Regions from separate parts of the Mus musculus genome. Here all the other regions are linked to region 3. Evidence: chromatin contacts called from public promoter capture Hi-C data. All regions are on one chromosome and are shown on one strand. The core of a region is the stretch at or near the end of the contact, and the rest is flanking DNA. Distances in the headings are between cores, read along the strand shown.

Evidence for each region. Promoter capture Hi-C pulls out the DNA fragments that hold promoters and counts their contacts.
Region 1: a promoter capture Hi-C map of liver shows a contact between it and region 3, with 3 times the contacts expected there. The contact joins the promoter of Ctnnb1 here to the promoter of Abhd5 in region 3. A contact is called at or near these places in 2 of 39 promoter capture datasets (both in liver).
Region 2: a contact with region 3 is called in a promoter capture Hi-C map of embryonic stem cells, with 2.9 times the contacts expected there. The contact joins the promoter of Lars2 here to the promoter of Abhd5 in region 3. A contact is called at or near these places in 3 of 39 promoter capture datasets (embryonic stem cells, hippocampal neurons and liver).
Region 4: a promoter capture Hi-C map of erythroid cells shows a contact between it and region 3, with 13 times the contacts expected there. The contact joins the promoter of 5830454E08Rik here to the promoter of Abhd5 in region 3. A contact is called at or near these places in 2 of 39 promoter capture datasets (erythroid cells and liver), 1 of 115 datasets of contacts at active chromatin or transcription factors (stem cell-derived neural progenitor cells) and 1 of 9 other capture datasets (adipose tissue).
Region 5: a promoter capture Hi-C map of neural stem cells shows a contact between it and region 3. The contact joins the promoter of Limd1 here to the promoter of Abhd5 in region 3. A contact is called at or near these places in 3 of 39 promoter capture datasets (hippocampal neurons, liver and neural stem cells).
Region 6: a promoter capture Hi-C map of erythroid cells shows a contact between it and region 3, with 6 times the contacts expected there. The contact joins the promoter of Sacm1l here to the promoter of Abhd5 in region 3. A contact is called at or near these places in 2 of 39 promoter capture datasets (embryonic stem cells and erythroid cells).

What each region holds. Positions count from the first base shown.
Region 1 is chr9:120,931,466-120,934,764 of GRCm38.p6, reverse strand. It overlaps Ctnnb1 (catenin (cadherin associated protein), beta 1), which reads right to left and starts at 1,365. Exons shown (of 15, transcript NM_007614.3): 1 at 1,127-1,365.
Region 2 is chr9:123,365,147-123,368,451 of GRCm38.p6, reverse strand. Lars2 (leucyl-tRNA synthetase, mitochondrial) reads right to left here and starts at 1,525. Exons shown (of 21, transcript NM_153168.3): 1 at 1,345-1,525.
Region 3 is chr9:122,349,527-122,352,947 of GRCm38.p6, reverse strand. Abhd5 (abhydrolase domain containing 5) reads right to left here and starts at 1,332. Exons shown (of 7, transcript NM_026179.2): 1 at 1,109-1,332. The coding sequence starts at 1,161.
Region 4 is chr9:120,576,058-120,579,767 of GRCm38.p6, reverse strand. 5830454E08Rik (RIKEN cDNA 5830454E08 gene) reads right to left here and starts at 2,437. Exons shown (of 1, transcript NR_073359.1): 1 at 1,695-2,437.
Region 5 is chr9:123,476,783-123,480,515 of GRCm38.p6, reverse strand. It overlaps Limd1 (LIM domains containing 1), which reads right to left and starts at 1,815. Exons shown (of 8, transcript NM_013860.2): 1 at 1-1,815. The coding sequence starts at 1,278.
Region 6 is chr9:123,528,417-123,531,714 of GRCm38.p6, reverse strand. It overlaps Sacm1l (SAC1 suppressor of actin mutations 1-like (yeast)), which reads right to left and starts at 1,962. Exons shown (of 20, transcript NM_030692.5): 1 at 1,794-1,962. The coding sequence starts at 1,825. It overlaps n-TRacg2 (a tRNA gene), which reads left to right and starts at 2,218; the gene lies at 2,218-2,290.

The DNA of each region.
Region 1 (3,299 bases), core at 116-2,615, 1.4 Mb after region 3:
GAGGAGAGACTGCACTGAGACATCTGCAAACCTCAAGTAAATAGCGAAATGGCTTCCTAAATCCCAGACAAAACGCTTCACAACTTGGCCATGTGAAAAACATGAGGCAGACTTTATCAAAGGCAAAGCTGCCGTCTCCTCAGCTTGCTGTCTGGTCTAAGCCACCATTATTCATGGCACAAAGCTCTCGTTTCACTAAAACCACTCCTCGATTTCCTCTCGCCGACCTCCGCATACCAGCAGCCCAGCCGCTCTCCATTCAGAGCTCAGGCCCCGGGAGGGGGGCTGCGGGGGGCGCGGGGGAGGGGAGCCCACAGATGTCTGGAGACCCGAGCCCGAGACAAAGCTGCCCCGCAGCCAGCGGGCTCACCGGAGCGGGCCTGGGGTACCGAACTTGGGAGCGTCGGTTCCAAGTCTGGTCCCCCAAACAACACTCAGAACAAGTCGCCAGGCTCCCACGCCCTGGCGGTCCGCGCTCCGGCCACTCCGTCTCGCTCAGAAAGCAAACGCGCTGGGGAGAAACACTTGGAGCGGACCCCACACTTACTGGCTAAGGGCAAGTCCCCCTCCCCCAAGCCCAGGTTTCGGATCCCGCGCACCTCCCCCCCCCCCCGCCTCCAACACCAGGAGTGGCCGGTGACTCGTCCACGGTCCCAAATTCCCGCCAGGACCTCGGCCCCGCAGCCACCAACCCCACGCGAGTCCAAGAAGCCACCCTCCGAGAACACGCTCCTGACGCATCCCGCCCGCTGCATCCAAGTTTGGCGACTCCACGGCTTAAAGTTGTTTGGATTCAAACTCACAGTCAGGTCGTTGCAGGGAGAAAAAAAAATTTGTCTGTGCGTGCTCCACGAGGGACAGAGGGGACGAGCGCCAGGTCTCGCGTCCCCCCGGCTCCGCGGGCCACGGAGGCGAGGCCCCCGCCCACCCCGCCCCCGCGGCGGCCCCAGCCCGGACGCGAACCGCGGTCCCCACCCCCCACGGCGGCCAGCCGTCCATCCGGGCTCCCGGCGCGCGCCCGCCCGGCCCCGGCCCCAGCCCGCGCGTCCCCGCGGCCTCCCGCCGCCACCCGGCCCGCGAAGTTTCCCGCTGGCGCGGCGCGAGCCGGCCCGCCGCGGCGCCGCACCTCAGGCCCGCGCGCTGCTCACTCGCGGCCGCCCGCTCGGCCTCGGCCTCCTGCACTGACGGCTCGGCGCCCACCGTGCTCCGTCTCCGCCTCCCCGGGCCGCGGGCTTCACAGGACACGAGCTGACGCGGCCGCCACCGAGCGAGGGCTTAAGATGGCGCCGCACAAGGAGCGATTTATAAGCGGCGCGGCACCGTGTATCCTGCCGCTGCCGCTCCGCGCGGAGCGTTCCGCCGCGCGAGGACGAGGGGCGGGGCGCGGGCGGGCCGGGGAAAGTAGTCCCCGCCAGTCCGAGTCGCTCTGCGCGTGCGCCGCCGGGAGGGGCCGAGCCGGGGCGGGGCGTCCAGACGCCGCTCCATTGGAAACTAAAGGAATCGAGAGCGGGCCGCCGCCGCGGGCCGGGTGGAGTGCGGCCTCGGACGGCGCAGGTTCGAGGCTGCCATCACCGGTGCACCGGCCGCCACACCCCTGAACCACCATTGGACCCCACCACACTTTACCGCTCCCAGGAGTGTCCCGCTTCCCTTCCCGCTGTGCCTCTGGAATCCGGACAGGGAACCTGGGGCCCAGCCACCTTTCCTCCCCACCCCAGGAGGCCTTGGAGTCCCCAAGAGTGTCTGCGAACATCTATTAACAAGTGATTCAGCTCCACCACTGCGTTCACCAGCGTGATTCCTAGAAACCCCATCTTACCCAGACTCACTGGGTCAGTAGAACCAGGCGTGGGGACCAAGGACAGCGATTTTTCTGTATTGTTTGAGAAACTCGAGTGTGTTGCTGAGAGGACCTGTGGGTAACCTCTTAAATTTTCAAAACTAATTTTGTATCCTTCGAGAGCTCCCCCCCCCCCAAATCATGACAATAGGGTGAAGTTGGATCTTCTCTTGGAAATGGCCCCATTGTTGTCCTTCACGATTGGCACTTGTCAAAACTGGAGCAGTTGGGGTGAATTGGCTGTCTCCAGCCTATTATTCTGAGCTCACGTCTCTTCCCAAACAATGGCAACAGGGAAAGTTGCCCCACTGCCTTCTTTCATCCCAGCGCTGTAATTAACGCAAGTAAACAATAGGTCCTTATGTACAGGTACTGGCAGGAAGCCCATGCATCACTGAGGCAGGGCCGGTGCTGTAGGGCCAGCTTAGTTTTTAAATGACTCAATTTTCTATCTTAAAGACATATCACCGTAACTCTGTGAACCACCACAGTCCACCATGCTGGAGCTGCTCAGTGAGGGCCTTTGTCTAGACCTTTCCCCTCTGCAGCTCTGCTCGGATTTCCGGAGAGTAAACTCTGCTGCTGGCTGGGGCTGACTTGGCCTGCCATAACTCAGAGAGATAGAGCAGGAAAAGGTATTTTACCAAAGCCCTACCAGTGGTGGTTGCAGCTACCAACCCCTAATTTTAATTGTCACATGCAGAGTTAAAGAATATTTGGTCGATTCGTTTAAAATTAGATAGCTGACTTCACCTCTGTCCGGGGTTTCCTTTCTTTTCTTTTCTTTTTCTTTTTTTTTTTGGGGGGGGGGGGGGTTCCTTTCTTTTCTTTTTCTTTTTTTTTTCTTTTTGACACTTGCTTCTTTTTCTGTGTCCCAATTTTGCTTCTTTTTTAAAGGGCACACTATTAAAACTCGTTAAGAAGCGCCTGCACCACTGACAAATCTAAAAGATAAAGACAGCCTTGTATTCATATTCCTCTAGCCAGACGCCAAGACAGAGCACATAATTCTGGCATTTTAACCCCAGCGTAGAATTAAAAGTCTCAATCCCTATTGATAATTCAGAGAATATGTTTCAGAGAAAAGGCAGATTTTACCACAACGCAAACACTCCTCTTCCTATCAGTGTAACTCGGCAGGAGACATAACCAGGTGACTGGCCTTGAAACCAGTGAGCTGAATTTTACATTTTCTCTAGATTTCTGTTCACTTCGTTCATGAAACAAGACTATTCCATAATTTTGTCACCAAAAACAGATGACAATTTCTGTGAAATTAAGACAAATATTGTCATTACACCAGAAAGAAACACGTCATCAACATACCTGATGAATAAAGAAACCTGCTGGTTTTATGAGCTAATTTGAAAATAACATAAGCAGCTAAGGAGGAGGTGGTTTTATAAAATTAGTTGCTAAAATAATTGACCCCAGGTAACACACTTCACATAGATGGCAA
Region 2 (3,305 bases), core at 276-2,775, 1.0 Mb before region 3:
ATTTGGCAATGTATGTATGCCAGAGGAGTTAAGAAACTGTGATGTCTCACACCTGGAATGCCAGTAGCTTGAGAGGCTGAGGTAGGAGGACTGTCAAGAGTTCCAGTACAACCTGGGCTACCATGAGCTGTAGGGAAGCCTGGGCTATACAGCGAGACTCTGTCTTTAAACAAACAAATAAAGAAGAGGCAGGAAAGATGGCACAGCAGTTAAGAGAGCACACCGCTCTTGTACAGGATCCCCGTTTGGTCCCCAGCACTCACAGTGGGTGACTCACAATGCCTATGATTCCAGCTTCAGGAAGATCTGATGCCTCTGGCCTATATGGGCACCCACACTCACACACACACACAATTAAAAACAAGTCTTAAAACAAAAGCAGATTTGTTAAGAAAATCCAAAGACTAGATATATAAAACAGATGCTCAGCACATCAGTTCAATACCCAGCACCAAAAACAAAATAAAACAAGTAAATACTGTAAATGTGGGGGCTGGAGATATAGCTTAGTGGTAGAGTAATTCCCTGACACTGTTTGAGGCCATTGGTTCCATCCTGAGCAATGCAAAATAAAAAATAAAAATAAACCCCAAACCCTTAGGCATAGGTCCAAGATCACCCTCAGACTCTCCACTAGGGGAAGAGACTAAGAACAAATTGTCTGTGCTCATGCCTATGAATTTACAGAACTTTTAGATTTCAACCATCTTCTGTTCTTTTTTTACTTACTAGGCACAGCTCTGGGCCATTTCAAGTACCTGTCTACTGAAGTCTTAATAGGCATTGCCTCTTCCTGGCATCAAAAGCAGCCATTTTAGCAGAGGTTGGTGTGGATACAAACAAAACGAGTAAGTTAACACACACCTCACCCCAACAAACATGTCTTCTAAAAACACAAATGTCAGCAGACATGTCTTGTAAAATACTAATGTTAAACACACACACACACACACACGCTACTTCTAATTTCCTGCAGGATCTCAGGCAAGTTATTTCGTATCTGGAACTCCACCTTCTCTGTAAGCTGTGAGCCTGTTAAGATCCAGGCGACTTGTGAAGACCTGCGGGTCCTAATTAATACTGTGGGTCCCCCAAAGATGTAGTACTGATGGTCCTTTTCTGGGTCCAAACCCCCAACCCCGAAGAGAAGATCCAGGCACCCGGGGGGAGGTGAGTAGTAGAGGAGAATTCGAATACAAAGCCATGTGAAGATGTGCGTTCTCCGAGCAAGAGTCCGGAGCTGTCAACAGGGTCCATGGCTGAAAGAGCCTATAGACTAGAATCTCGGAGCTTTTCCCATTTTGTCAAACTCCAAGGTCCCGGGACTCCCGAGCCTGTCCGCACCTTCAGCTCCGGGGGCTAAGCGGGGCTTGTCTCTCGTCTTCCTGAGCCCCAGGCGGGGCTTTCTGCGCTCAGGCTCTGTCTGGCCAGCTGCTACCTTCTGCCTCGTTCCCCAAGCATTACACGAGCAAGACCCAGCCAGTCACTCTGGGCGCCGCCATGTTGGCAAAACAACAACTTTATCGAAAGGGGAGGCCGCGGACACAGACAGGAGAGGCGGAGCCAAGAGGGAAAGGCGAGATGCGGGAGAGACAGCGCTGACTCCGCCCCCAAGCTGCTCGCCCAGGGCTGACCCCGCCCAGGCCTCGCCCTCTACGCCTGCTATCGGTACAAATTCTGCTTACCGGATTGTCCCGGTCTTACAATTAGAACAGAAACGAGGGAGATGCTAAAGGATGAAGTGACAGGTGGTTAAAAGAGCTCTGGGGTGGTTCAAGGCCAGGGTTTGAATCTCAGCGTCACAGAAGCTGCTACTGGGCTGGCTTGTCTGACTTTTTGATCCATTATGGGCCTGGTGAGGATTGAAGCACTTTTCATCCATCATATCAGGTGATCTTCTAGCCCCAGGAGGAGAATTACCTAGCCCGGAGTAGAGCGGGGAACAAAATGTACTGACAGGAAAACAAGCTGTCTGACCTCCTTCCTTATGGGGTTAATGTGCCCCATCGCCCAGCACGCACTGCATGGAGCAAGAGCTTCTTGCCTTGTAATAAATCAAGGAATTGCAAAGGAACAATGGTGTAATTACACTCTATCTTTTAAAGGAAGAATCTTTTTAAGGCCACATGTGAGAAGTGTACTGAGATTTGCAAATAGTGCAAAATGGTTGCTATCCAGTAATAGCGGGGGGGTGGGGGGGGAGGGGGGAAACAATGTCTGAGTGCCATCTCTTCCTACAGGGCTAAAATCAATTGTAGCTTCACAGACAATCCATCCCGTCACTGTATGTATAATCTCCATCTTAGTTTCTGTCCTTACATGGGTCAATGCAGTCCATAAGGAGACCAGCAGGGGTGTACACTCCTACAGAATAAAACTTCATTCTGTGTGCCACCCAGGAAACATAGGAAGCTTTTGTCCATTTCCAAGACTTCAACGACGACAACAAAAACAGTCTCCTGATCATTTAAAGCTCAAAACACCAGGTTGTTCTAGACCAGCATCAAACCTCACCTGGAAACCAATTCTGTGCCACCATTGCCCTGATACAGTTCACACTAGGTTTCCACTGCACTGGCTTCCCATCCCCCACCCCCAGAAGTGCCCTCCTTCAATTTCAGCTGACTCTCCCCATACTCTTTCCCCCCACACAACCCCCTCCCATCCTCACCCACCCCCCCAATCCTCCCATAAAATCTAATCTACCTTCCCAGGTCGGTTCCTATGTCTCCCAAGACCCCTCCTCTTTACATAACCTCTCTGTTTCTAGATTGTAGCTTGATTATCATTTACTTAATGGCTAAAATCCTAAAATCCCCTTATAAGTAAATACATACCATATTTATCTTTCAGATTCTGGGTTACATCACTTGGGGTTTTTTTTTTTTTTTCTAGATCCATCCATTTGCTTGCAAATTTCATGATGTCACTTTTTTTTTTTTTTTTTTTTTTTTTACAGCAAATACTCCATTGTGAAAATGCACCACATTTTCTTTATCCATCCTTCTATTGAGGGACATATGGATTGTTTCCAGTTTCTGGCTACTATGAAAAAAACAACAATGAACATGGTTGAGCAAGTATCCTTGAGGTAGGATAGAACATGCTTTGGGTATAAGCCCAAGAGTGGTACGCTGGGTCTTGAGGTAGATGGATTCCCAATTTTCTGAGAAATCAATATATTGATTTCCATAGTAGCTATACAGGTTTGCACTCCCATGATGGAAGAGGGTTCCCTTGTTCCACATTCTGGCCAACATGAACTGTCACTTGTGTTATTGATCTTAGCCGTTCAGACAGGTATA
Region 3 (3,421 bases), core at 83-2,582:
GCCTCACAGTATCAAGACCAAAAGGGCCCACAAGTTAGAATTCTCAGAGCCAGAAAAATGTCCTGACAAATTTAATAGAAACCCAAGCTACCAGGTCCTAGTTGTACCACATGACACTCTGTATTTCATGTCAATATAACTAGGAAGTTCAACAACAGACCAAAACAGTGGCTCCACTTGTTAATTATCACTTAAACAAAACTTGAAGAGTGTAGTTTCTAGCATTTCAAAAATATTCCTCCCCTAACATCTTTCCAAAATACTTACTTTCACATTACCATAATCTATTTACCCTATGGTTATCTTTCCCATACAAATGTCTCCAAATAGCTGAAGTACAACTGTCAAAATAATTTATAAAGGAGATGTATAGTCCCGTCCATATAAAACAAGTAGCCTTTTGAGAATCAGTGAAATAACTTTCATAGTAATTTAATTTTTCCACCAAGCATTGTTCTACTCACAAGGGCATGACATATCAAAAACAAAAAAGAATAACTTACTATGTCTATGAAGAAGTTGGGTGTGGTGGTTCACACATGTGATCTCAGCACTGGACGGCTGAGGCAAAAGGATTGGGTCTCTGCAGAGTTGAAAAGCTACCCTGGTCTACAGATTTCCAGGCCAGCAAGGGCTACATAGAGTGACTCCGGTTTCCAAAAAAAACAAAACAACAACAACAACAACTTAAGGGCTTCCTTCCTGTTAGGCATCTGCCCTTCAACTTTCACAAAGTTTGCCAGGGCTAGTGAAGCCAGACCGCCGGGTCACGGGAGCGCACGCACGGGGCAGCGGGAGGTGGGACGCAAGCGCCCCAGGCGCACCGGCGGCGATCGGCTGTCCCGCGAGGCTCCGAGTCCGACGCCTTCTCCCACCCTGGCGACGCACGGCTCCCGGCGCGGAGTTCTGAGCTCCGCCGCGCTCGGGATCACCGGGACGGCCGTCAACAGCAGCCGCTTTCCCTCCCCGCAGCCCCGCGGCCCTGACCGGGCCTGTCTGCCCCGACGGGTCGAGAGAGCGGGCGCCCGCGCCTTCCCTCGGCTGGCCGCCCGGGGTCGCCAGAGCGCACGAGACCCACGTCGTCCCCCCCTTCCCGGGTGATCCTCACCCTCCACCGGCGTCTGCCGAGTCCACCTCCTCCTCCGCCGCCATCGCTTTCATCACCGCCGCCGCGCAAGCGCAGGGACACACCTCGAAGCCGGCTGACAGGCCGACTGGGCGGCCCCGGGCCGCGGCCGCCCTTAAGACCGCACCGCCCGCGCATGCGTCGTCCGCCCGCTGGGACGATCCGAGGGCGCGGCCGCGCCACCGCAGGCTCGGCGTCCCAGCGGCCCGGCCTCGCAGACACGCATGCGCTGCCCGCCTGTCGCGCGGAGGCGGGGGCACTGGTAAGGAAGGTCAGCCCGACGCCGCGGGAGCCTAGGTAGTCATCCGTCGGAATAATGACCATTAATGCGTCATTCCGCCCGTGTGGACTGCCCTGGACGGGGCGCTAGGCAAGCCGTAGGTAGCCTGGAGTGAGACCCCAGCCAGAAATAGCCTGAGTGGCAGAAGTGCGCATCCTGTGGTGCTGGACCCTCCAGCCCTTACTTTCAGGTGGTGGCCTCTAGGAACTTGCACTCCACCCTGCCAGACTCTAGACTCCGGAAGGCTGAGAGCTTATGTGTGGGTACTAGAATTACACACACACCACCACCATCACCACCACCACCATCATCATCCCCACAGACCACAGAAGAGAGGGGCGAGGGAGGGAGAGAGGGAGAGCACTTCCTAGAATCCATTCTAAAATGATAGAGGGCTGAGGGCTCATAAAAATATTCTCATGAGCTCGATATGGTGGTCCACACCCTTCAAAAACACTTGGGAGTCAGAGGCAAACACATTTCTGTGAGTTGGATTAGCCTGATTAGCCAGCCAGAGCTACACAGTGAGACCCTGTCTTTAAAATAAATAAATTTAAAGGGGAGAGGGCTCGAGGGATGGCTCAGTGGTTAAGAGTGCATACTGTCCTATAGAAGAGAATGGGTTTGTTTCCAGCATCCATGTGGAGCCCCACAACTGCTTGTAATTCCAGTTCCAGGGGAGCAACACCCTCTTCTGGCCTCAGAGCACCTTAATGTATATGGTGCACATACAGGCAAGGAGGCACACCCTCGAGTGGGATTATTTTAATAATTTTTTTCCTGGTTAAGGGACGTGAGCAAATGCGTGAAAGTGATAAAGAGTAAAGCTCAGTACAGGCAAATGAAAGTCAGCAGCTAGCAAGTAAGTCCAAGACTGCGCTTTAAAAATAGAATTCAGAACTATGGCACTCACTGTGATTAAACAAATAGAGGCATCCTGGTGTTGCATAAGGGATGTTTCCCTTGGCTGGGGGCAGGTTCCTCCGGTCAGGAGAAAGTGTATGAACTAGCCTAGCTCTTTGTGCTTGTGACAAGCTGCCTACAGCTGGAGCTGTGTTGTGCAGGGGCCATCTATGCATTAGTTCCTAGGTTCAATTCCCATCCTGCCCTCTACCCCACACTCCAAAAAATGAAATTCTGAGAATATGTAATAGGTTCTCTTAGTTCAGCCACACCTGGGTGGTACTGATGCCCGGAACTACTCAGGAGCCTGATGTAAGCTAACTGAGTCTCAAATAATTCTAATAAGGCCAAAATATGTGGCATTCCCCCTTTCCCAGAGATCTAACCAAGAGCAGGTGTGTGGATGTGGGTTTGAACAGAAACAGAGGCTCCCACCACCCTCTTGATTTTTTTGAAGGCAAATGGATAATGTAAATATCGTTTGTATTCCCTTCGTTACTTTAGGATTACCTCTCTCCAGTCATCAGCTCCTCAGGAAGGCCAGAGTCCTTCCTGAAGCCTACACTAATATTCTTCCCTGTATTTAAGACCCCATGCATCACTCTCCATTTTAGACCACATTTGCTGCTGTAGAGAAACACCTTGACTAATCATTTACAACAAACAAGTTTTATCCCTCACAGTGCTGGAGACTGTGAGGAAGGCGTCTGTGGTATACAAAGAGGGCCTTGCTGCTTCATCTCATGGCAGAGGGCAAAGAGAGCAAGAAAGGGGCCTAACCCTTCTTTTTATAAGAAACCCCCTCCCCCAGAACTGACTCCCGAGATGAAGGCATTAATTGATCCGTGAAAGTAGCACCTCTGTGGCTCAGATGCTGCCCTTAGGCCTCACCTTTCAATACCACTACATGGGTTGCGCTTCCAGTATGAGAACGTTGGGGACACATTTAAACTTCTGATGCTCCTCCACTCCTCTCTCACTGTGATCTCTCCCCCCGGCCCCCGAGCCCCACTCCCTATAGTTCTTAACTTTCTACAATGGCAACAGTTTCTTAGAGATTATCACACTGATTTTATGAGCATGTGTTTGGGTGTGGCATGCACATGCTGTGG
Region 4 (3,710 bases), core at 1,188-3,687, 1.8 Mb after region 3:
TTTGATAATATTCACTTCCCGATCCTTCCCTAACTCCTCCCACACCCACCCTTCAACCCCCACCCGACCCCCATGTCTTGTCATGTGTGTGCATCTCCACGCCCAATCTGTACTGGTCATATGTTCATGGTGTGGTTGACTACCAGGGGCCACAGCCTTCAAGAAACTGATACTCCCTCCCTGAGAGAGCACCAACTGTCCGTGGCTCCTCAGCTAGGGGTCTGGAGCTCCTGAGCCCCTCCCTCCTCCATGCTAGAATGCAGACCAGCTTGAGACCTCATGTAGGTTATATGCAGGCCACCACAGCTACTGTGGGATCATGACTGCAAAGGCTCTGTTGTGTCCAAAACTCTCTTCAGGGTGAGAGACTCCTCCCTGATCTCTGGTTCTTACAATCTTTCCACACTCCTCCATGATGGTCCCAATCTTGAGTGTGACTGAGATGACCATTTGTGGCTGAGCACACTTATTCCCTGCAGTTTGGCCTGTTGTGAACTTCAGCATTAACCACTGTCCCCTGCAGAAAGGACCTCTGATGCAGTCTGAGCGTTGCACTAATCTGTCTATAGAGATAAATAATTTAGAGGGCAGTTTGACCCCCTGGTTGGGGTCACCCCCTGGGCCCTATAAACACCCACCTGTGGGTCATGTGGTACTAGGCATGTGTTTCCTTCTGTGGGAAGAACCTCAAAGCCAATCAGAAAGCAGTTGGTTTCCCCACGCAACATCAGCCCACTGTTGCACCATGGACAATATTTTGCCAAGCTGGTCATTACTATAGCTTGGTGTTCACAGCTGAAGATTGTTGGTAAATCCACCCTGACCTCCCCACCCCCCAGAAACCTGCACATGACCCTCTGTTACCATGACAACAGGCGGGCAGGAAGTCAGCACCAACTTGATTTGTTTACGTGCCATGACCACGGTTCCACCAACACCGGGATGTGTTGGCTGTCATTCACCCTGACTCCACCCATCTGCAGTGTAGGGAATCAACCCCATTTGTTCCTCCCTAGCTTCTTTTCAGGTTCCCAGCACCAAACACCGTGTAGAGCACCTGAGCTCTGAAAAGTCAGTGCTTTACAAACCATATGTCCCTGTCTCTCGAGAAAGCCAGCTCTCTTCAAAGAGTTTGCGTGTTCTGGCTTCCTAGAAAGAACATCTTTATAACTATGGGTCTGACCCCAATGGAGTCACAGAACTAAATGTGAGTCACAAAAGCAACAGCAAACATCTTCTGAGTTTAGTGACCAAAAAACTGATTTAAATCAAGTGCGTAACAAGTCCAAGGTTTTTCCACCCGTGTGGTAACGAGGCCACCTCAGGTGTAAACATGGTGTGTGTGTTCGCATGACAAGAGTTCAAAAAAGAAGACTCAACTCTCAAAAGTGTCTGTGGAAGGCACTCACAAGCCTCAGGTCACAGCAAACCTCGTTCTCAGCCCCTCCCCTCCTCCAGAAGGTTCAGTGAGTAAAGTTACTTGCTGCATAGCCTGACTACCTGGGTTCCATCTCTTGAACCCACACGGTGGAAGAGTTGATGCTTGAAGGTAGTCATGTGACCTCCACACACCCTCTGTGGCACACACGTCTGTATACACACACAAATAAGTGTATGGGAAGTGAAAGAAAATTCGCACACTGAATACTGGTCTCTTGACAATACGACCACAATGAATGAAGCAAACTCTTCAACACGTTTTAGTTTGTTTTAATGGATGAATGTGGTCAATGTCCGCCACACAAACTCAGGTACTCCCAGAGATCCCTGGAAGAACCTGGAGTGATAGGAGGTTGTGAAATACTCCGCAGGGACTCTGGGAACCAAACTTTGTTCCTCTGGAAGAGCAGAAGGTACTCCAACACAAGGTGTAACCCAGGCTGGCCTCAACTCCTGATATTCCTGCTTCTGCCTCTTCAGCATATCCTACTAGCAACGGACACCAGAACCAGCTCAATAATGAACTTCCTAACTTCAGCAGGTGACTCTCGTTTGCAGACACTCACGGGATGTTCTGGCATGGTTCTCCTTTCTTCCACTAGCATCTGCAACGTAAGCCTCACCACTCCCAATATAGCCTCCTGTGGTGCGTGGGTTCCGTATCTCCCACTGTGACACCCCAACCTCCTCGGACATCCCCATCCAAAGTCTTCCTGCCTCCCACGCAGGTCTCCACTCTGCAGACTGCGCGCTTACAAGGCACGAGTGTCTGACGGCGAGGGGACAGAAATGATGCTCCGCGCCCCGGGGACGCCTCCTGGGGCCCAATGCGTCCCTGGGCACGGAGGGGGGGGCAACATCGGATTGTCCACTCGTGGCAGGCTGGGAACGCTGAAGGAAGGTTGCACTTCTGACCCAGCACCGGGCGCAGTAAGTCAACGTCCGACTCGCCCGAACTATCTACAGGGCCAAGCCCCGACCCGGAAGCGCGAGCGCACTCCGGCCGCTCTAGGAGTTCCGGAGGCCTCATCTCGGTGATAACACCGCCCCACCACTTGTCGGTCCAGCGGAGTAGGAGGGGTTTGATGTGGCTCAGGGCGCCTGCGCACTTGCGCAGACTCCCGCGCATCTGCTCTGAAGATCTGAGAGGTGCGCTTTGAGACGTTTGGGTGCGTGCGCATCTGGGCAGCAGGTGGTAAGCGTTGCCCGCTCCGGGCAGAAATTATACAAATTCGCTTGAGCGATCTCTCTGGTACCAATTTTAAATAGCAACATTGATTGGGGAAAAAAAAAAAATCACACCCCCACAAATAAAGATTGGACATCAGTGTGCAGTTTCTCATGCTGATACGGCCGGAAAATTAGCTTAGCCGGTCACTTCTCAGCACCAGGTGGCTCAACTGAGCACCAGAAATCTAACGGCCTCTTCTGGACTGCCTGACCCTGCACTCACAGCATATACCCACAAAGACACAAATCATCCTGAAAAGTATTTTCATAGACTCAGCAGTTAATAACACCTGTTGCTCTTGCAAAGGGCCAAGACTCAATTCTAACAGCCATATGGTGGCTCACAATCCTATTCTAAGGGACCCAACATTCTCAGACACCACAATGAGGCACAGACCTAATATGCTGGCAAAACTCATTTGCATAAAACCCCAAACTTTAAAATGGTAAAGCAGTAAAAATGATAAGGTAGGAAAAGCTTATTTCTTACTGGACACGATGGTACTTATCTGTAATGCTAGCACTACAAAGGCCTAGACAGGAACCAGAAGCCCTACCTCAGACAATGTTCAAGGTGTGTGGTGGTTGATGGCCTATGCTGGAGGCTAAAGCATGAAGTCCCCTGGAGGCGGACAATGGTGGTGCACGCCTTTAATCACAGCACTTGGGAGGCAGAGGCAGGCAGATTTCTGAGTTGAGGCCAGCCTGTTCTACAAAGTGAGTTCCAGGACAGCAAGGGCTATACAGAGAAACCCTGTCTCGAAAACAAAAGACAGACAGACAGACAGACAGACAGGCAGAAAGAAAGAAAGGAAGAAAGAAAGAAGAAAGTCAGTCAGGCCCCTGGAGCTCAGAAGCCAGAAAAGCAAAGTGAGACCTTGTTTCCTGAAAGTTATCAAGTCCACAGCAGTCCCAACGCTAAGAAATCCTTCATAAATACCCCTGAAAACCAATCACCAAATACCTCACTGAAGTAACCATGCTTTTGAAACTGCTGGCTCCCAGGCACTGTTGTCCTTGATTTCAGTCCCCTCCTCCCC
Region 5 (3,733 bases), core at 566-3,065, 1.1 Mb before region 3:
GAGGGTCTGGCAGGGCAATCTCACCCTGGAGGGGGTGGGACTCCCTGGGAGCACAGGTTCCAGACTACTGTCAGTGGACCAGCTGGGAGAACTCTCTTTACAAGATAACTCAGATGGAGTGGACATTACCGGATGGACGTTACTGGTGGGGCTGGGCTTGGGACTAGTGCCAGACTCCACGCATCCAAACTTAGGATCCAGCCCGGTGGTCATACCTGGCTGGGTACTGTCCTTGCCAGCTGTCGAGGATAATGGAGCAGAAACTGAGAGGTAAGACTTGGGCCCATCCTGCAGCCAAGGCTGAGTGTCCACAAGGGGTTTGAAGACCCTGCCTGAAGCCTCATATCCCAGACCTGAATCTCTTTTCGGACAAGCTCCTTGGCTGGCGCTGCTAGGGACCATCGGTGCTGAAACAGTTGTGCCCTTGGGTTGAGCGGAGGTCCCATTCTCCAAGCCCATGGAAGAAAAACCGAGGTTCACTCGCTGAGAGGAGGCAGTGGACCAAAGGCCTGTTGGCTTCTCGCTGCTATGGCCACCAATGCCACCGTCCTGGCCACTGATGCCACTTTCAAAAGACCTGCCAGAGCACACTGTGGAGAGCTGTGGCTGGTAAGGGTGATGGTCTCCACAGGATTTGGGCAATGTGGAGTCATTCCCTGGGCAACCAGGCCATCCACTTCCTACACCCAGACTCACGCTGGGGCACCCTTCAGGTTTATCACCCCACTGTGGGCTTGCCAAAGAGAAATTGTCATAATAGTCTCCGTGAGTGAGGCAGGAAGGGTCTTCACAGGAGGGACTCAGGCCGTGTAAAGCAGGTCTCTGGGAACTCACAGGCCCCTCCCTGGAACCACAGTTCTGACTGCCAGGCCTTGCACCATGGGCAGATGGCCTGATCCTCTGCTCCTGAGATGGGTACGAGGGCTGCGCGGCCGCAGTGGTAGTAGCTAATCCAGGTGCCACTGTTGGCACAGCCAGAGGAGGCTTAGCGGCCCCATCTGCAGCCAGCTTGCCGCTCGCACCCTGACGGTTCCCACCGTTGACCGGGCTTCTGCCTGCCCTAGGTAGGGCCTCCTCCTGTAGGAGCTGCTGCTGTTGCTGCTGCTGGAGGTGGATTTTGGCCATCTTGGTCGCGAACACCCTTCGAGTTTCCTCAAATTCTGGGTTGTTGCCAGCACCCTTGTCCACCCGGAAGAGCCCATCCTTGGAGGCCTCATACATGTTCAGGTCCTCGATGAACTTACTGGCCTCAAGGCCCAGATCATCGTATTTATCCATGTTGTAGATCAGTGTCCGGGGCCTAGCCCTGGTTCAAGGTGTGAATGTGGTGGGGGAGATTTGGGTGCTGGCCGAGGTTTCAGGTCCAGCCTAAGGCAGATAAAGATTCCCACCTGCCCAGCAAGAAGGTCATGACTCCAAAACTCACAGTCCAGCCAGAGTTGAGGCCTTCAGGCCAGCGGGGCTAAGTTTACTTTCAGACTTCTTTTCCCCCGGGGAGCGTCCACGTGGGGGCAGAGCAGCCTTCAGCCGTGCCCGGCCTGCTTAGAAAAGTTCTCTTCTCCAAGTCACAAAACCCAAAACAGGCGAAAGAAGACAGAGAACGTCCACAGAAAAAAAGTAAACTCACATCCACGTCGAACAATCGAACTTGCAAACACACCGGGCAGCCCCTGGCCTGGGGCCGGTGGCCGGATCCAGCAGAGCTCACTGCAGCCGCGGCGCGCGGCCCATTGTCCGATGGCGGCGGCCGGCGGCGGGACGCGGAAGTGAGCGCGCGGGTCGTCAGTCCCGGGAGCTCGCTGGCCGGCTGCGCCCGCCCCGGGCCGCGCAGGGGCGCGGGCGGAGGCTCGGAGGGCGGGGCGGGGCGGGGCGGGGCGGAGGCTCGGAGGGCGGGGCGGGGCGGGGCGGGGCGGGGCGGAGGCTCGGAGGGCGGGGCGGGAGCGGGGCGGGGCGGGGCGCCCCCTGCAGGCCAGTGATGCGCACGCCGAGTTTTGGCGTCCCTCTCTGGGCACCGGGAGAGAGTTGCAATTCCCGCAGTACTTTTGCCGCGGACTGTTCAGTTTCCCGCCGCTGCTGGAGAGTCAAGGGTGCGCCAGGCTTCCCTCGGGTCCCCTCGAATGAGAGCATCTGTGTTGGACGTCCTAAGTGTGCCCAGAGAGGCTTGTCGTCCTTACTGGGTTTCTTGAACCCCAAGCAGTTCTCACCACTCCAGGTTGCCATGGCTCTAGATAACACACATAGCTCCTATGAGGTGACTGGGGATAGTTTACGTTTCCCACACAGCCGCCAGCGTGATCTAAAACCAATCCCAGGCCTGTCACTCTTGAACTTGAACCCTCAAGGCTTACTCCGGACTTATTTTGAAATCCCGCCTTCACTTCTACAAACAGGCCTGACTGCCCCGCCTACCCTCCCTCTGATTTGGGACCTTCCCTGCCTGAACTCCCGGTGGATGGAACTTCCTAGTGCCTGCCGAGAGCCTGCTGATCAGCTTCTGGTGTCTCTTCTTTCCTTCCCAGCTAAAATCACCTCCCCGTAAAGTTACCCCCACCCACAACCCCTTTGTTTCCTGCTTGGTTTGAACACTATTTAAATCCAGGGATACTGAAGTCACTGACCTGCAGGCTTTCTCCCATCTAGTTTAAATGTTTCCAGGTCTCTGCTCATACTACCTAATAGATGTAAATGTTATGCAAATAGTTCTCAGCAGTTTTGTTTGGTTTTGTTTTGTTGTCTTTCAGGAATCATGACAAGAAAATGAAATCTGTATGTGTTTAACATAAACACCTTTTCTTTTCCTGAGTATCTTGCCCTTGTTCAGATGTGGAGCTCTAGGTATGGAGGGTCAGCTCCAGCTGTTTATTTGTCTGCATGCCCCTTTTTGGTTGACAGCTAATCAGTTATCCACTTCATTACACCTGTATATGCGCAGGGTTTGGTTGAACATATGTGTCTTGGCAAATCTCTCTAAACTGTGACGAGGAACAAACAAGATAATATATATGGAAGTGCTTATATTCTTATATTCTATAAACACAAAAATGGTTCACTGTCCTGTAGACTCTGAAGGTTCAGGATATTTGTTGAAAATGAAGAGTTCCAGGCTCCAGCCCCAAACTACTAACCCCAGATTTGTGTTTTACGGCATCTGTGGGATGGGAAGACGATTTGCACAATAAAATTTGAAGAGTGAGTACTGCTATAAAGCATTATACTAAAACTAGGTTTTAAAGTTATTTTAGTTTCAAATTATGTGTATATATGGTGTGTGTGTGTGTGTGTGTGTGTGTAGGTGAAAGGGGAAGAGAGAGGTGGGGGAGGAGAGAGGACAGATGTTCTTCTAAGCCAGAGAGAGAATCAGAAACCCCAGAGCTGAAGTCGTAGGTGGCTGTGTGGCGCCCTGTGTAAGTACTGGGAACTGAACTCCAATCCTTTGCAAGGACAGTGTGTGCTCTTTACTGCTGAGCCATCTCTCCAGCCCAGGATTAAATATTTTTATTTTAAAAGAATCTCCTATACCCAGAGCTACAACCCAGTGATAGAACACTCGCTGGGCATACATGAGGGCCTGGGTTCCATCCCCCAACAACTACAGTAATAATAACAGCAGCTTATAAAGATGGCATCCAATATACCATTATGCAAGTGATCCTTAGAAGTGCTGGACATGGGCTGGAGAGATGGGTCAGTACTTAAGAGTACTAGCTGTTATTTTAGAGGACCTGGGTTTGAT
Region 6 (3,298 bases), core at 713-3,212, 1.2 Mb before region 3:
ATATGGCTCTTTTTAGGTATTTTTAAAAGTCCCACCATTCTTAGATAGTTCAGCAACTAATTCAGCCTACAAGTACCTCTAAAACAGAATATTCTTTGCCCATGGGGTATATTTAAAAGTTTAAATAGAATGGCTAAAAAGGGGGGAGGGGTGAAAACAGATTCTAACTCACAAACTCCCTGCTAAAGAAACACTTGCAATCAAGTTCTATCTTCACATTTATAGAAACATCCAAACCCTAAAGACTGATATGAATGTCCATATAACCCCAGACTCATAGTTTCCACTTCATTACAAAACCACCATTTCCACTTCTAAAGGATAAATTCCCTTCTCTTCTGTGTACACATAAAATGGTGTCTGCCTGTAGTGAAGTCTGAACTGGAGAGGATGGTAAGGATGAAGTATGAACACTCTTATTTTTTAATTTTATATATAAAAGAATTATTCACAGAGGTTGAATAACCTGCCCAGGAATCAAGGAGGATGGCTGCCTGTATTGAGGTCTGGCCTGGTGAAACTCAGTGCCTGGGCAGCTCAAAAATAATCTTCCTAATTCTCAAGTTATCCATCTCAATTATTCTTCGATGCAGGAAAACTCAACAATATCCTGTAACCGAAAGCCGAGCTACTTCAAGGCAAGACTCCAAATTGCTTAAACACATCTGAGACCTAGTGTAAGATCATGTTCAGCCCTTCAACAACTATCAGGTGGACAATAACCTAATTTGCCAGTAAAGGACATGTGACTCGGGCCGGACATAGACCAGTAAGTACACTTTGCTTCAACTGTCACCAATAAGGTGATTATTCACTTTACAAAGGAAAACTAATTAAAAGAAATGTGGAAGGAAGGGTGGCGCTGGGCTTTTCAAAGAGAACTGTATGTAGCAAGCAGAAGAGGCATAAAGGGTGAACACAGCAAAACATGAAAAGTGTTGGGCAGATGGCCTCCCTCCAAATTCTGGACTCATAACTTTACACCTTCAGTTATTCATTGGGCGTACCCAAACTACATTTGTTTCCTGCAAACGAACTGGGATGTCTATGTCTAATTAACAGGATAATTTAACTTGGCTTTTCGAAAGTTATATTTGCTTCTGCTACTAAAGGCATTCCCAGACCGTGGTAAATTATTAAAGCGGTTAGGGCGAAGTTATTCACAAACAAGGAGTGTAGGTGCTGAGGGTAACACAAGAGAAATTATCCCCCATCTCCTCTAACCCAGGACGAGCCAAAGAGCTTATAAATGTCTATTTTTTTTTTTTTTTGCACCTCTAAACATCCAGTGGCTGGGCCTCAAAACCTCAAGTCCTGGCTTTGCCAAAACTCAACATTGCTACGCCAAAATAGAGGCGAGCCTACTGTAGCTGTCGACGCAGTCTGTTGGAATAAGCACAGTAAATTCGACCGGCCCTTAGGACATCTGACTAAATTATTGCTGCGCCCTAAGAAGGACCCGTCATTGAGACTCCCAGGCCCAGAAAGCCTGAAACCAAGAGAAAGGTTAGCTCTGCCGGCGGACGTCAGAGCACGCCCGGTGAAAAAGGCCTCTCCCGGAGGCCACCCAGGGAAAGCTGGCTGCAGCCTCCGGTGCTGCGGGCTGCGGCTCGGCTCACCGCGCCAGGTCCAGCGGCGGGCGAGGCTGCGGGACACTGGCCTACGCTGCAGCCAGGCTGGACGGGGAAAGCCCAGCCCGCGAGCTCGGCCGGTGCGGGCCGCACACTCCCGGGCCTCGGCGCCCGCTCGCCCCTCCGCCCTTCCTGTCAGCGGCCGCAGCCCGCGGGACTCACAGCTTCAGATGCTCGTAGGCTGCGGCCGCCATCGTGCAGCTTCCTCCTCTTCGCTCCACCCGCAGTGTAGCCCGCTGCCACCCCGGCTCCGCGGCGACCGCTCCCCAGGCGCGGTGGTCAAGGAGCCTCGGCCTGGCCCCACCCCCTCCCGGGTCCGCCTCTCGGGCGAGCACGGGAGCCGGCGGCGGACAAACCAGTGAGCTGCGAGGCACGCCTCCGATGCGCGGATTGGAGCGGACCAAAGAACGCCGTGACGTCGCCTCTGGGGATTGGTGTAACGCGTTGCAGAGAAAGGCGGAGTCCCGGTAGCTTTGCACTGAGTCGCGACATTCAACAAACCGACCAGACTGAGGTTAGAAGCAGGAAGCATAGTGAAGCTGTGTAATTGGAGATCACTTATCGTGGAGGAGGCCTCCTCAGCACCGGGCCAGTGGCGCAATGGATAACGCGTCTGACTACGGATCAGAAGATTCTAGGTTCGACTCCTGGCTGGCTCGACGTGTGCGATCTTTTTCCTGAACCTTGGAAGGCCTGCTTGAAAAGGATCATAGCTAGATTGTCAAGGTCAAATGTCTTACGTTTTAATGTTGCTTTGCGAAAAAATAATACCTTCTTGGCTGTATTTGAAACCCGGAGTTACCTAAAACGGTTTGCAAGTTTCCTAGCTCCCCTGTTCTTAAAATTGCGCAGGAGTCTGGAAATGTACTCTTACGAAAACACTCTTGAGAGTGGAGGTTTGCAATCAGGGACAGGGACATGCGTGGCCAATGTCTTCCCACCCGATGACGGAAAAATCTCACCGAAAGCTCCTAGCTGGTAGAACACAGACGGCACTGACATGAGAAGGGCGTAGCTTCTGCTCTTCATGATTGGTACAGCGGCCTTGGCTAGCTCCGCTTGCAAAGCCGACCTAGCCTCCACTGCACAAGGAAACCTTAAAAATTCGGGGATTTCGCAGTAAGAGGCCCAGAAAAACGAGTACATGAACATTTTACGTAAGACCTGAGATAGCCAGAAACAGATGTGACGAAGGTGGATCGGGAGCAGGGCTCAGCCTATTCATTAACCAGTCACTCCATGATTAAGTTGTCCTAGAAAACATACCCCACTCCCCAGGAGTTTATTAAAACTGTATCAGATAAAGGAAATTATTGGGGCAGAATTAGACCAAGGACCAAGGGGTGTGGCTCACTCCTGCAGTCCATACTGCTGGATATAGACCAGGCCAAATGGCTGCCTTTGCTTTCCAGAGTACTGGAATTTAAGGTACAAGATACCATACCAGGCTTCTACACTTCTGAGGATTTAGTTTGCTTTTAATGAAGTTATAGTGGGTTGTTTCTCGAGACCGGGTTTCCCTGTGTAGTTTTGACTGTCCTGGAACTTGCTCTGTAACCAGGCTGGCCTCCAACTCAGAGATCCCTGCCTCTGCCTCCTGAATACTGGTGTAAAAGCACGCACCACTACTGCCCAGCTAACAGTATTTTTTGTTTGCTCTTTAATTT